4 separate regions of the Mus musculus genome follow, and regions 1, 3 and 4 are each linked to region 2. A link is a contact called in public HiChIP or PLAC-seq and promoter capture Hi-C data. All regions are on one chromosome and are shown on one strand. Each heading gives the region's core, a stretch centred on a gene start, on an enhancer-like site or on the middle of the called end of the contact. The rest is flanking DNA. Distances are from core to core; before and after follow the strand shown.

Region 1 (2,744 bases), core at 188-2,687, 420 kb after region 2:
TTCTTTCAAGAAGAAAACTGAACCTTTATGGCACACTAGGCCTTACTGTAGATTGTAATCCTGTAATGCCCCATTGAGCAGCTGGTTAGAGGCCTGCTCTTTGATATGGAGACGGGCCTAGTGGCTGGTTGTAAATCAAGTTTGTTTTCTTTATTATGGTTTGGAGCCATATTTTGAAAGAACCTAGTGGGGAAACCCCCACTCAACTCCCGATTCACCCAAGAATCACGAATGGAACACAACACCTTGATGTAACAACACGAGGTATTTTAATGGCGGAGCTCCAGGTTGAAACATATCTCACACGAGGCTTGGAAGCTAGGGGTTTTTATAGAAAAGGAGTGGGGCTGGGGGAGGAATTGGCGCGGTTTCACATGATTGGTCCATTTAAACATCAGCAGCCTGTTAACATTTAACTTAGGTCAGAGGGGTGGGAGATAGGGAGGCGATGGGTCTGCCCGGGCATGTCCTGGTCTGTTCTGCTATGTTCTCAGCCCCAGGTTTCAAAGCTCACAAACAACTCTTTGGGCTATTTGACATACAGGTCTCAAGTTTTATTTCCTTTCAATTTCTGGGCAATCCTGGTGAACAAGCATGTGTATCCTAGCAACCTAAACTCTTACCTGTGGGGTTACTTATCTGTAGGATGTTTTACATGCAGTCCACCCTCAGATAAATTCTACTTGGGGTGCCTTACTATCCTTTACATCATCAATCCTGCACTTTTACATCACAGCTTGATATTGGATGAGATGAGATGTCTTTTACAACCTCCACAAAATTAACTCCAAATGGATTGTCCACCTTAACGTCAAATGCTAAGAACAGAACGTGTAGAAACTCGGACTCTCTGAGTTTGGGATCATGCCAAAGATCTTTCTATACACAGGCCAAATGCTCTGCACAGATGCAGCCCCCCACAGTTAGGTTATTCAGAGCCTACAGCTAGGTCCCACGAGTGGCTAGGACCTCAGGGGACCTCACACGTGGCCACCGATTCCCAGTCAGTCCTGGTAAAGACCCACCACACCAGCTCGCGCTGCTCAGACCCCTGCTTCTCCCCATTGTTGGCAGTGCCCCTTTGCTCACCATGTCGCAACTTCGGAGCTTGCCTGAGCACAGTCCACAGCATCCAGCGGCAGGATAAGGAGCACAGCACACAGGCCCATTCAAGCCTGCTCAGCGACTAATTGAAATTCGCGCCAAGGCATCTGGAAAACACCACCTTCCCTTCTGACTGGCAGGTCAGCCTAAAGGCTCTGATTGGCCAATAAGTCTTGAGTGACTCGAGCACCTCCCTTAAAGGTACTCTGTGTAGAGGTTCTCCGCCCTAGCTTCAAGTCCAGTGCCTGACCTTTTCCAGATCTACAGGGATTTGCATTTCCATAGTACTGGTGCGGGTCCTCCAATAGCCTACTCATCTGTCTCCCTGCACAGCCTCAGGGAGACCCCACCACTCCACCTGCCACTGCTCAGCCGCTTGCTCCTCCCCTATGTGGGCAGTGACCCTGTGCTCACCAGGTCCTGACTTCAGCCCCAGCTTCCCTCACTCACTAGGCTGTTTGCCTTCTCCCTCCTGGAATTAGGTAGGTAGCTTGCATAGCCCATTACTCAACTTGCAGGGTAGTTATCAATCTGTCCCACAAGCGGAAGGGTGCCCAGGATATTAACAATTAAAGAGAGATTTTGGGTAACTATAGTTTATAGAAATGAATAGGCTTATTAATTTCTGGCTTGTTATGTTCATAGTGTAATTTATTTTTGCTTACATCTTTTTTTTCCTTTCTAATATACTTTATTGAACACCATAACAACCTCAGCATAACATATTTTGCTTTTTTCATATTGAATCAAGAACTTTCACAGTTTTTGCTGAGAGCAAACACTTACTTGTTACATATCTAAATACACACCATCATGCTTGCATTGTGCAGTTCTTATTAAGTGAAATACAGGGGAAGTAGTTGAATGAGAGTACCTTTTGCTTACATCTTTAAAGATCAGTTGAGAAGGATGCAGTTGTGATATGGGCCAGCCCCAGCGTGAGGTGTTTCTTCTTTCTTGTTGGTTCTTCTTGAGGGAGCAGAGGGATAAGAGCATAGGTGGAGGGTAAGACTTTGTCTTACCAAAAATTCAGGGTTGCTATATAATAAAAAGTTTACTTATCTAAGTCTAAGTTACTATGCAGTTGTAGCTGACCTGCCTTCTGTGATCCTCTGAGGTCAGAAACTGCAGTCTTCGGCACTCAGCATCTCATCCTAAAACAGCAGGAGATTAAGTAAAGGATTAATTGCTAGACCCTTTCCCCTATTCTCCAGATGCCACTTGCTTTCAGGATTGGAGGATGTTTGGAGCAATAAACTTCTACTGAGCCAGGAGAAGAGAATAACGCTCACAGAAAGAAAAACTTTTACATAAGCAAATATGAATAATCTCACATAAATTCACATTCAGCTTCATTCATGCTCATTTATTCATTTTCATTCGAAGCCAGTTGGGCCCAGCTTTCATGCATTCTCACAATTACATACTTACACACACATCCATACTTACATATGCATATGGAACATAAGACCAAGCATGGTTGCAGAAAGAACTCACACATTCTAGATGAAAAAAAAAAAAAAAGCACTCCAATCTTATTACATAGAGAAAGAAAAGGCTTCTACCTTCTTAATGCTAAATGAATTAAATCTATGTTTGTAAGAAAAAACCTTTGTTTCTTTTAATAAGACTAAACCTGC
Region 2 (2,837 bases), core at 185-2,684:
TAAACACAGGAAGTTTGTAACCAGGTCAAACTTAATCATTAAAAAAAATGTTATGGAACTCCAACAGTGGTGTCCCAGCACTTGGGAGGCAGACACAGGCAGATCTCTTTGAGTTTGAGGCCAGTTTCATCCACAGAGCTAGTTCCAGGACAGCAAGGGCTACACAAGGAAATTTTATCAAAAAAGGAAACAAAACAAAAATGTTTTGGAGATGAAATATTATGGCTTAGTGTTTAACAGCACTCACTGCTCTTACAGAGGACCCAGGCAGCAGAATCAGGAACTATAGGCCAGCCTGGGTTTTATGAATCCCTGTTTCAAAAAAAAAAAAAAAGTGGGAAAAAATGGTGAAAAAAGTCAATAAACGGGCTGGAGAGATGGCTCAGTGGTTAAGAGCACTGACTGCTCTTCTGAAGGTCCTGAATTCAAGTCCCAGCAACCACATGGTGGCTCACAACCATCCATAAGGAGATGAGATGTGACACCCTCTTCTGATGTGTCTGAAGACAGCTAAAGTGTACTTACATATAACTTTCTTTTTGAGAGAGATTCCTTCATCACACGTTGGGGCTCTGGGAATGAGAGTCTGTAGTAAAGTCTAAGTTTAGATTGCTTAGAACAGTAGTAATTCCTGTGCTGTCAGGTGCTCAAGTTGTTTGCTCAACTCTCTGTCTTCTGACAAGCAAACTTAACTCTTCTTGTAGACAAGTGAGGCCCACTGATCCAAGTCCAGACACTAGGCAAGTGGTGGTGGCAGATATACCCACTAGGAAAAAGACTATCACTAACTGTTAGAACCAGCACTAGTCTGGTAACCACACTTAAAACACCATTAGCTCCAATGCTTAATGACTGTTTTCCATTTCTCTAGGCCCCTCCCTATTTCCTGGCTGCTCTGGGGACAGCCGGCTTTTCCTTCTCTTGGACACAGAAGCCTCAGACTAGTTTCAGAACGGATATCCGGCCCGAAAGGCCCAGAGGAGGCAAAGGCCTCATTGTTCCCTGGGACCTGGCAGCCCCGCCCCCAGCTCTTAGGACTCTCCTCGAAAGACTCCAGGTGACCGGACAGCTAATTTCCCAGCATTAGAAGTTTTGGGGAAAGAGGAGCTGGGACCAGATCTGGAGTCCGAGGTTCTGAAAGTGTAAGGAGCCAAGTGCTCCAAGATAAACAAGCCTGGAATTTGAATGCCTTTTCATGCTGGCTTGGCTTGTTACTCATCAACATTTCCACAGAAGATTCGATTTCTTATGTGTTTTTAGTAATTCGACTACAATATGTTTGGTTATAATGAAAATCTTGGGGTTTTGGGCTCCCGGGCTTGCAAAGTGAAGCTGCTCTGTGCGTGGGGATCCCGAGAGTCCCAGGCGCCTGCCTTCTGGTTCCCATAGACGCGCCGTCGCCAGGGGGCGCGCATACTTCGTGCCTAGAGATCAGCGGCCGCCAGGTCGCCCCGGGCTGGCCGAACCCCTTGCTGCCCGGAAACAAAGTGCACCTTTGTCAGAGACCTGGCGCGTGTGAGCGGCAGACGGCGGGCCGCGCGGAACCCCAGGAGCGCGCCTTCGCTCGGGTCTCAGCTCACTCCTGGGCCTCCCACAGCAGCGTTCTGCCGCCTTGGCTTGTGCTTTCCGCTTTCTCGGATCTTGGCGGGACAGGAAAGGGACTCTGCGCTCCAGGAGTGGGGGTTTCGTTTTGGCTGAGTCGTTTTTGACTCCTGCCGGCGAGGCTGGGCCGCCTGGGCTCAGCGCCATACCGGCAGCAGTCCTGCTCCACAGTCCCGGTGCAATAGAGCCCTCGCCCCGTCAGACGCGGGACTACAATTCCCAGCACTCCTCGCGTTCAGAGCGCGCGGTGGGAGTTGCCTCCGGGCAGACGCCTGCGCGCTGCAGCGGCTCGAGCCTGGAGTACCACACCCCCGGGAGGGGAACGAGGGGAGGCTGAAGCATCCGAAGCATTAAAGCATCCGAGGGAGCCGGAGGGGAGGAGAATGGAGTGACAGAGACGCGCGGAGGGTGGGGGGTGGGGGGGAAAGTGTTGAGGGAGGGGGGAGGGGGGACACAGAGGGAGGAAGAAGCGGCGGCGGCGTCTCTTCGGTGCAGAGGGGGAAACTCCGCGGGCTCCGAGAAAGAATAATGCGGTAGCAGGCAGGCTGCTTGCTCTGGGGTTTGGCAGCAGCGGCGGCAGCTCGAGCAGTGGCAGCGGCAGCGGCATCACCCCAGACGCTGACAGCACAGCCGGCCGGCTCCCTCGCTGACTGCCGACTGTCAATGGAGCTGGAAAACATCGTGGCCAACACGGTCTTGCTGAAAGCCCGGGAAGGTAAGCTCGGGTGGTCCGGTGCGTGCACGGCGCGTTTGCCGCGGGCCGGGGTGCGGGTGTCGGGTGACAAGCGGGCGTGCAGGATGCTCACAGTGAGTTGGTGCGAGTGGTACAGCTTGGAGATCTGTCTGCAAATATTGAGAGACTTCTGAGCCTTGGGCTCAGAAGATAGGGACCGGGGCAAAGACAGTTGCAGGGACGAGTTAAGATGCTAAAATATCCTCTAGTTTCCAACTGAACCTTAGAAATCGTTCGATCTCCGCAGCTGTTGAAAGGGCAGTTGGAAAAGCATTCTTTTAGGAGATAGAAGCAAGAAAACGTGCCAATAAAACAGTCTTTAGAGTTGGCCCGGGATGGTTTTAAGAATGTGAAAAAACTCTCTCCTCTCTCTCTTTCTCCTCTCTCCTCTGTCTCTTCTCTTTCTCCTCTCCTCTGTTTCTTCTCTTCCAATCCTCTTCTCTCTCTCTCTCTCTCTCTCTCTCTCTCTCTCTCTCTCTCTCTCTCTCTCTCTCTCTCTCTC
Region 3 (2,700 bases), core at 6-2,505, 400 kb after region 2:
TTCTTATAGTCACAAAATTATGGAGTTGGGGGCTCTGTGGTGTCAGGCGCCTGTCTTTGGGAACATGGCTCACTGTTCCGTCCCTTGTAGAGTTTCCTACTGGGTCTCCAGAGAAAGCCTCATTCAACCAAAATAGGCTGCCTTTCACAGCCCCATATACATCCAAGTGTTTTATAAGATACTTTGTTAAAGACTATCCTCCCTTCAAATATGCAGGTATACACTTCTGCCAGGTTCTTAATGCAGAGAAAAATGGCTTGCCTCACCACCAAAGTATCATTGATCAACTTTCTATTTACAAAGGAATGTGATATGTTCACTCTGGTGACTTCTCATCATTATAACTTAATTTCTATGAAACTGTTGAAAACCGGCCTGCAGCTCATAAGAAACAGAGTTTTACCTGGGAGGCAAACTGGGGCTGAAAACAGAGGGGAACTAGGCAGGCGAGAGAGAAATGGAGCCAAGACAAGGTTCCTGATCAAGGCTCAAAATGTTTAATGGCGAATGCACTTATAAAGGAGGGGGGAGGCCCATTCCCGCCAATTCAGTTTTGGAGCCCAGCTGCAGGTGACCATGTACAGGATAGGATGTAGTCTCAGGAATAGCTAGGCGGCCTCTCAGCAGGTAGCAATATCTTGAAGAGGAACAGCAGCAGTGGCTGAACAATAGAGTGATCTAGGAAGGCTCCATCTTAGGTAATCTCCATAGTGGCAGAAAAGGTCAAGGTCTGACTCAGCCTGCTTCAGGCTTGGGGGAGGTTACAATTTCCTCCCTGTTATTAATATTTAAAAAAAAGCTGGACTGAGGCATAAAATTTATTTATGCTCTATAGTTCTGCCTGATTTCTTTGGGCCTAGTGAAGAAACTGCTCTCAGTGGGATTCCCTAACTTTTCTCATGGTAAACCCACCTATTCGCTAGGCCATTGTGTTTGGGTAAGACTGTTTACTGCCTCAAGTAAACACTCTGCACACTAGCCCTGAGCTATTCCGGTTTGGTCCTTTGTAATGCTTAATTAGTTACTGAATAGATAACTTTCTTACTGAATTCCTACTGAATTCCAAGTTTGTTGGCTTCAAGGTCTTTCTAGGACGTTGGAACTCTGGTGAAGGCTTAGCTATGTCAGAATTCAGTCTTAACAGGCACTTATAATAAGATAATACTAAAAGAGAGCACGGGGATCCATACACCAAGACTAACAGGGATAGTGTATGAGTATGAGAACGCCAAAGTTCCAGGAGGTGAATTTCCGTGAAACTCTTTGCCTCGTGAGTACTCCCAGGCCTCTCGGCCTGCCAAGCAAACTTCACTGGAGTGTGCGTAGCATTCTCCCCCTTTCTTATATTTCTGCCGAATTTCCAGAACATCCTGCCTCATCGTAACTACAGATCTCAGGAGTGCTCTAAAGATGAGTGGAAACACAACGATTTACTAATAAAATAGTGCCAATAATAATAGCAAGTAGGAATATATATTGAACCCAATCCAGGGGGTTTAATGCACTTAGGTTATTTTTTTAAATCTCTGGCCAATTCATCAATGTTCCAAGTGTCCAAGTAGCTTTTGCTAATATCTGAAATTTCTGCCTTTATAGCCTTAATATGTGCTATGTCCTGCCCTATTGTTAAGACTACTACTTCTAAGACATTAACCTTTTCCTCCAATTTTTTACATGGCTCTGTGGTGTATTATTAATAAACCACGGCCTCTTGGCATGTACCTCTGTCTAGATTGATATGATTCTGAGATCTGGGTGCCCGTCTTAGACTGTCCGGCCCTCATAGCAAACCTTATTCCTGAATCAGACCAAAAGCCACAATATGTACTTAGAATGCTTCCTCAATGAAGATTAATAACTGCCACCTGCGCTGGTGGAGGCAAGGATGCACACCTGCTGCAGTCAGGCTGAAGGGTTTAATGTGGTAGAAAAGGTCAAGGTCTGGCTCAGCCTGCTTCAGGCTTGGGGGAGATTACATGAAACATCTTTGATAACCTTTACAGTTACACTAAAATAACACTAGCATCCTACTGAGAAGTAGAAAAATAAGGAAATTTCAGTGATATTTGTATGTGCCATATTATGTTTATGACATAGGAGGGATTTTAGTGTAATTTCTATAGAATATGTTCCTCTTTTGTAACAAAAGTGGTCCACAAATAAGTAGGAATGGAATAATGCCATATTGTATTTATGTTTATGTAAAGAATAATATCTCCTGTCTCATCCTTGTTGTTTCATATAATTTATCAATAAATGCTAAACATACACCTATATATTTAATGATTAAATTTGAGGTAAATACAATCAGTTTTTCACCAAAAATTTACCCCTATGGTGTTTTCATTATATGCTCTATAAAATAGGCCCTCACAGAATATTTTTATTATCACACAAAAAAATCTCAATTAAAAATTTTACTAATACAAAAAGAATTTTGGGAATAGACCTTGTGTAATGCTCAAACTACAACCTCCAACTAAACTTTAGGAAACATCAGTTACTTAAGCTGTCTGTGTAGCCTCATAATATAAAGGGCTGTGTTTTCAAACAATTCTCAGCAATCCACAAAATGTGTATTGATACCACATTGGTAACATGTACGCTTATATTTACTAAAATTACTGAGAGAAGTCTCCCAAGATAGAAATATCATAAAGTGGTCAGAGATTAGCTAACTTAGACATGAAAAGAGAAGAC
Region 4 (2,812 bases), core at 240-2,739, 360 kb after region 2:
TGTAAAAAATGAATTACAAATAAAAATAAAATTTAAAGGAAAGGAAAGAAAAGAAAAGAGTCTAATGCTGTCCATTTCCTGGACATAGTGTCATAAAGGATGACTTCATGGAAACTTCCTCCACTATGGTAGATGTGGTAGTGTCAGGGCCCCAACAGAGTTTTAGTATGTCTGTATGCCCTGTGCTCTATTTGCAGATGGGTACTTAGATAGCTCTGCTTATTCTCTGATGTTCACAGTAAAACTAAAATAGACTAACTCCCACTTTTACAAATAGACATATTCTCCCATCTAAGTATCTGTTTCAGCTTGAAACTCATGCTGTATCCATCCCTGGAAGGATAGCAGATAGTAGCCCATGCTGATAATCCAAGATATGATCTCCATTTCAACATCAACTAATTAACAACAACAACAACAAAATATCAATCTCAAGCTGTATTTCCCCCTTCTATATCTATCAGTTCACTTTCTGATTTTATAATTTAATACTTGATTCTGTGTCAGTACAAATAAAACCTGATTAACTTAGTTATTAATTTTGGACGAGATAAGTTTAGCCGCAAGCAACATGCTTATTCACTGGTGAAGATGATGTTTGCTGTGTCACAGAATGTTAGAGGTGCTGAAAGGTACAGAAAGGGAAAACTGCACTGTGGTCAATGAGTTTGGTACCAACATACTCCAGTCAGAATGCATCTGGATCCCAGGGAGCTACATTAGTAACTTAGGAAGGTGATATTAGTTTATATGTGATATCCTTGCTTTAGGGGTGGCTTTCAATTTCCATCCTTTATACACAGCCACTAAGGAAATTCAGAGTTCAGCACACAAATAGTAAGTCAAGCCTTTATATAGAACCATTTATGGGTAGTTGTGAACAATCATCTATTCATGCTAGGCATGAAGCTGATGACAGAGCAAAGTAAGAATAACACCAACAATCAAATAGGTGAAGCATGGAGTTTTGTGGCATTATTTAGAGAAATGGGGATTAGCAGTTGTTTTCAGGAACAAAAAACACCTAATGAGAGCTGCCTCAACACATTCAAACTCAGAATAGTTGACAGCTCACAAAAACTGGAAACCTGGTGTACACTGAGAAACCTGTATGTAGTTCAAGAGGTCGAAGAGCCAACTTTCCAGAGAGCACAGCTGCCAGGGGACAGCAATAGGAACACGTTAGGACAAAAGTCTTAGAAGTTAATGTCAGAAGTAAGAGTGGGGAAATAAGACCTACAGAGAACCATACTTTTCCTGGATTGACTAAAAAGTGAACAGGACCATTACAAGACAGAAGGTCCCCCGAGAAGGAGGTTGGAGAAATGTTCCCAAGACATATTTGCTGCATTGAAGGAAGCTTAGGCCTCTCCCAATGTGTTTCATTCATTGCTTGCTATTTCATTTTCTTACTTCCTCATTGCTAGAAGAGTCAGCCCCTCCCACTTAACTGTCTGCATCTAAAACTCACCACTTCTTCTTTCTCAACGTTTCTATTCTGAACAAAGTTCCTCATCTGACACTGCAGATTCTATCTCAATGTTCCAGGCACTCATGCTCCCTGGAGGAATGTCATTGGCCTCCATTTAAAATGGGAGGGTAACACTTAATACTGTTCAACCTCAAACAGGCCATAATCTCCTCACTCTATCCCTTGAAGTAGGATGATATTAGTGTCCTTTGTTTCAGGATGGCATGGGAATCTGACACTCTGGTGAATGGAGTACTTTTTAAATTCACTTTACATCCCAACTTGCTCTCCCCTCCCCTGAGCCCTCTCACACAGTCCTCCCCCTTATCTCCACTTCTCCATTGATAAGATGGCGGCCCCCTGACCCTGGCACATCAACTCAATGCAGTTCGGGAAGCGTAGTCCCCAGACATGCAAAAGGGTTAGAGATAATCTCTGTTCCAGTTGTTGGGAAGTGCACATGCCAAGTTGCACATCTGCTACATATGTGCAGGAGGCCTAAGTCTAGTCTGTGAGTGCTCTTTGGTTGATGGTTCCATCTCTGACAGTCCCCAAGAGTCCAAGTTAGTTGACACTGCTGGTCTGTCTGTGGACTTTCTATCTCTATCAAGGCCCTCAATTTTTCTCCCAACTCTTCCACAATAGTCCTGAAGCTCCATCCAATGTTTAGCTGTGAGTCTCTGCATCAGTTTTTGTCAGCTGCTAGATGGAGCCTCTTGAAGTACAGTTATGTTAGACTCCTGTCTGCAGGTATAATGAAGCATCATTAGTAGTGTCAGGGATTGGGCTGGAGAGATGACTGAGCAGTTAAGAGCACTGACTGCTCTTCCAAATATCCTGAGTTCAAATCCCAGCAACCACATGATGGCTCACAACCAACCATAATGAGATCTGGCACCCTCTTTTGGTGTGTATTAAGACAGATACAGTGTAATTAGATTCAATAAATAAATCTTTGGGCTGGAGCGAGCAGGGCTGGAGTGAGCAGAGCCAGAGTTCAATTCCCATCAACCACATGATGGTTCACAACCATCTGTACATCTACAGTGTGCTCATATGCAATCAATAAATCAATAAATAAATCTTTTAAAAATAGTGTCAGGAATTGGTGTTTGCCCATAAGATGGGTCTCAAGTTGGGCTGGTTATTGGATGGCCATTCCCTCAGTTTCTGGTCCATTGCCCATGCATGTATTTCTTGTGGACAAAGTAAATTTTGTGTGCAAAGTTTTGAGGGTGTGTTGATGTCCCTATCACTCCAATGGGGTTTCTTTCCAGCTATAGGAGGTGGCCTCTGCAGTTCCATATTCCCAAAGCTATAAGTCACAGTGAAGTTCACCAC

The links. Promoter capture Hi-C pulls out the DNA fragments that hold promoters and counts their contacts. HiChIP or PLAC-seq counts read pairs in DNA pulled down with a chosen protein or histone mark.
Region 1: a contact with region 2 is called in a promoter capture Hi-C map of stem cell-derived epiblast-like cells, with 2.6 times the contacts expected there. The contact joins the enhancer-like site here to the promoter of Grk5 in region 2. A contact is called at or near these places in 5 of 39 promoter capture datasets (embryonic stem cells, hematopoietic stem and progenitor cells, liver and 1 more) and 9 of 115 datasets of contacts at active chromatin or transcription factors (bone marrow-derived macrophages, embryonic stem cells, large pre-B cells and 1 more).
Region 3: a contact with region 2 is called in an H3K27ac HiChIP or PLAC-seq map of embryonic stem cells, with 4 times the contacts expected there. The contact joins the enhancer-like site here to the promoter of Grk5 in region 2. A contact is called at or near these places in 5 of 39 promoter capture datasets (the C10 cell line, embryonic stem cells, hippocampal neurons and 1 more), 9 of 115 datasets of contacts at active chromatin or transcription factors (the 230-238 cell line, the SCID.adh cell line, acute myeloid leukemia and 4 more) and 1 of 9 other capture datasets (macrophages).
Region 4: a contact with region 2 is called in a promoter capture Hi-C map of pre-B cells. The contact joins the enhancer-like site here to the promoter of Grk5 in region 2. A contact is called at or near these places in 18 of 39 promoter capture datasets (the 3T3-L1 cell line, 3T3-L1-derived adipocytes, the C10 cell line and 9 more), 1 of 15 datasets of contacts at CTCF or cohesin (large pre-B cells), 31 of 484 Hi-C or Micro-C datasets (B cells, the Ba/F3 cell line, CD4 T cells and 21 more), 16 of 115 datasets of contacts at active chromatin or transcription factors (the 230-238 cell line, acute myeloid leukemia, bone marrow-derived macrophages and 6 more) and 4 of 9 other capture datasets (adipose tissue, embryonic stem cells, liver and 1 more).

Annotation. Positions count from the first base shown.
Region 1 is chr19:61,312,319-61,315,062 of GRCm38.p6, forward strand. No RefSeq gene overlaps it. Among named protein-coding and RNA genes, the nearest start is that of Csf2ra, 85 kb to the left of the region's middle. Within about 2 kb of position 1,438, at least 15 of the 459 cell types and tissues checked have an H3K27ac peak or open chromatin away from gene starts, as enhancers often do. A contact at or near this core is called in stem cell-derived epiblast-like cells, where this site is marked.
Region 2 is chr19:60,888,315-60,891,151 of GRCm38.p6, forward strand. Grk5 (G protein-coupled receptor kinase 5) reads left to right here and starts at 1,435. Exons shown (of 16, transcript NM_018869.3): 1 at 1,435-2,317. The coding sequence starts at 2,266.
Region 3 is chr19:61,284,241-61,286,940 of GRCm38.p6, forward strand. No RefSeq gene overlaps it. Among named protein-coding and RNA genes, the nearest start is that of Csf2ra, 57 kb to the left of the region's middle. Within about 2 kb of position 1,256, at least 7 of the 459 cell types and tissues checked have an H3K27ac peak or open chromatin away from gene starts, as enhancers often do. A contact at or near this core is called in embryonic stem cells, where this site is marked.
Region 4 is chr19:61,243,437-61,246,248 of GRCm38.p6, forward strand. No RefSeq gene overlaps it. Among named protein-coding and RNA genes, the nearest start is that of Csf2ra, 16 kb to the left of the region's middle. Within about 2 kb of position 1,490, at least 87 of the 459 cell types and tissues checked have an H3K27ac peak or open chromatin away from gene starts, as enhancers often do. A contact at or near this core is called in the 230-238 cell line, B cells, the Ba/F3 cell line and 12 more, where this site is marked.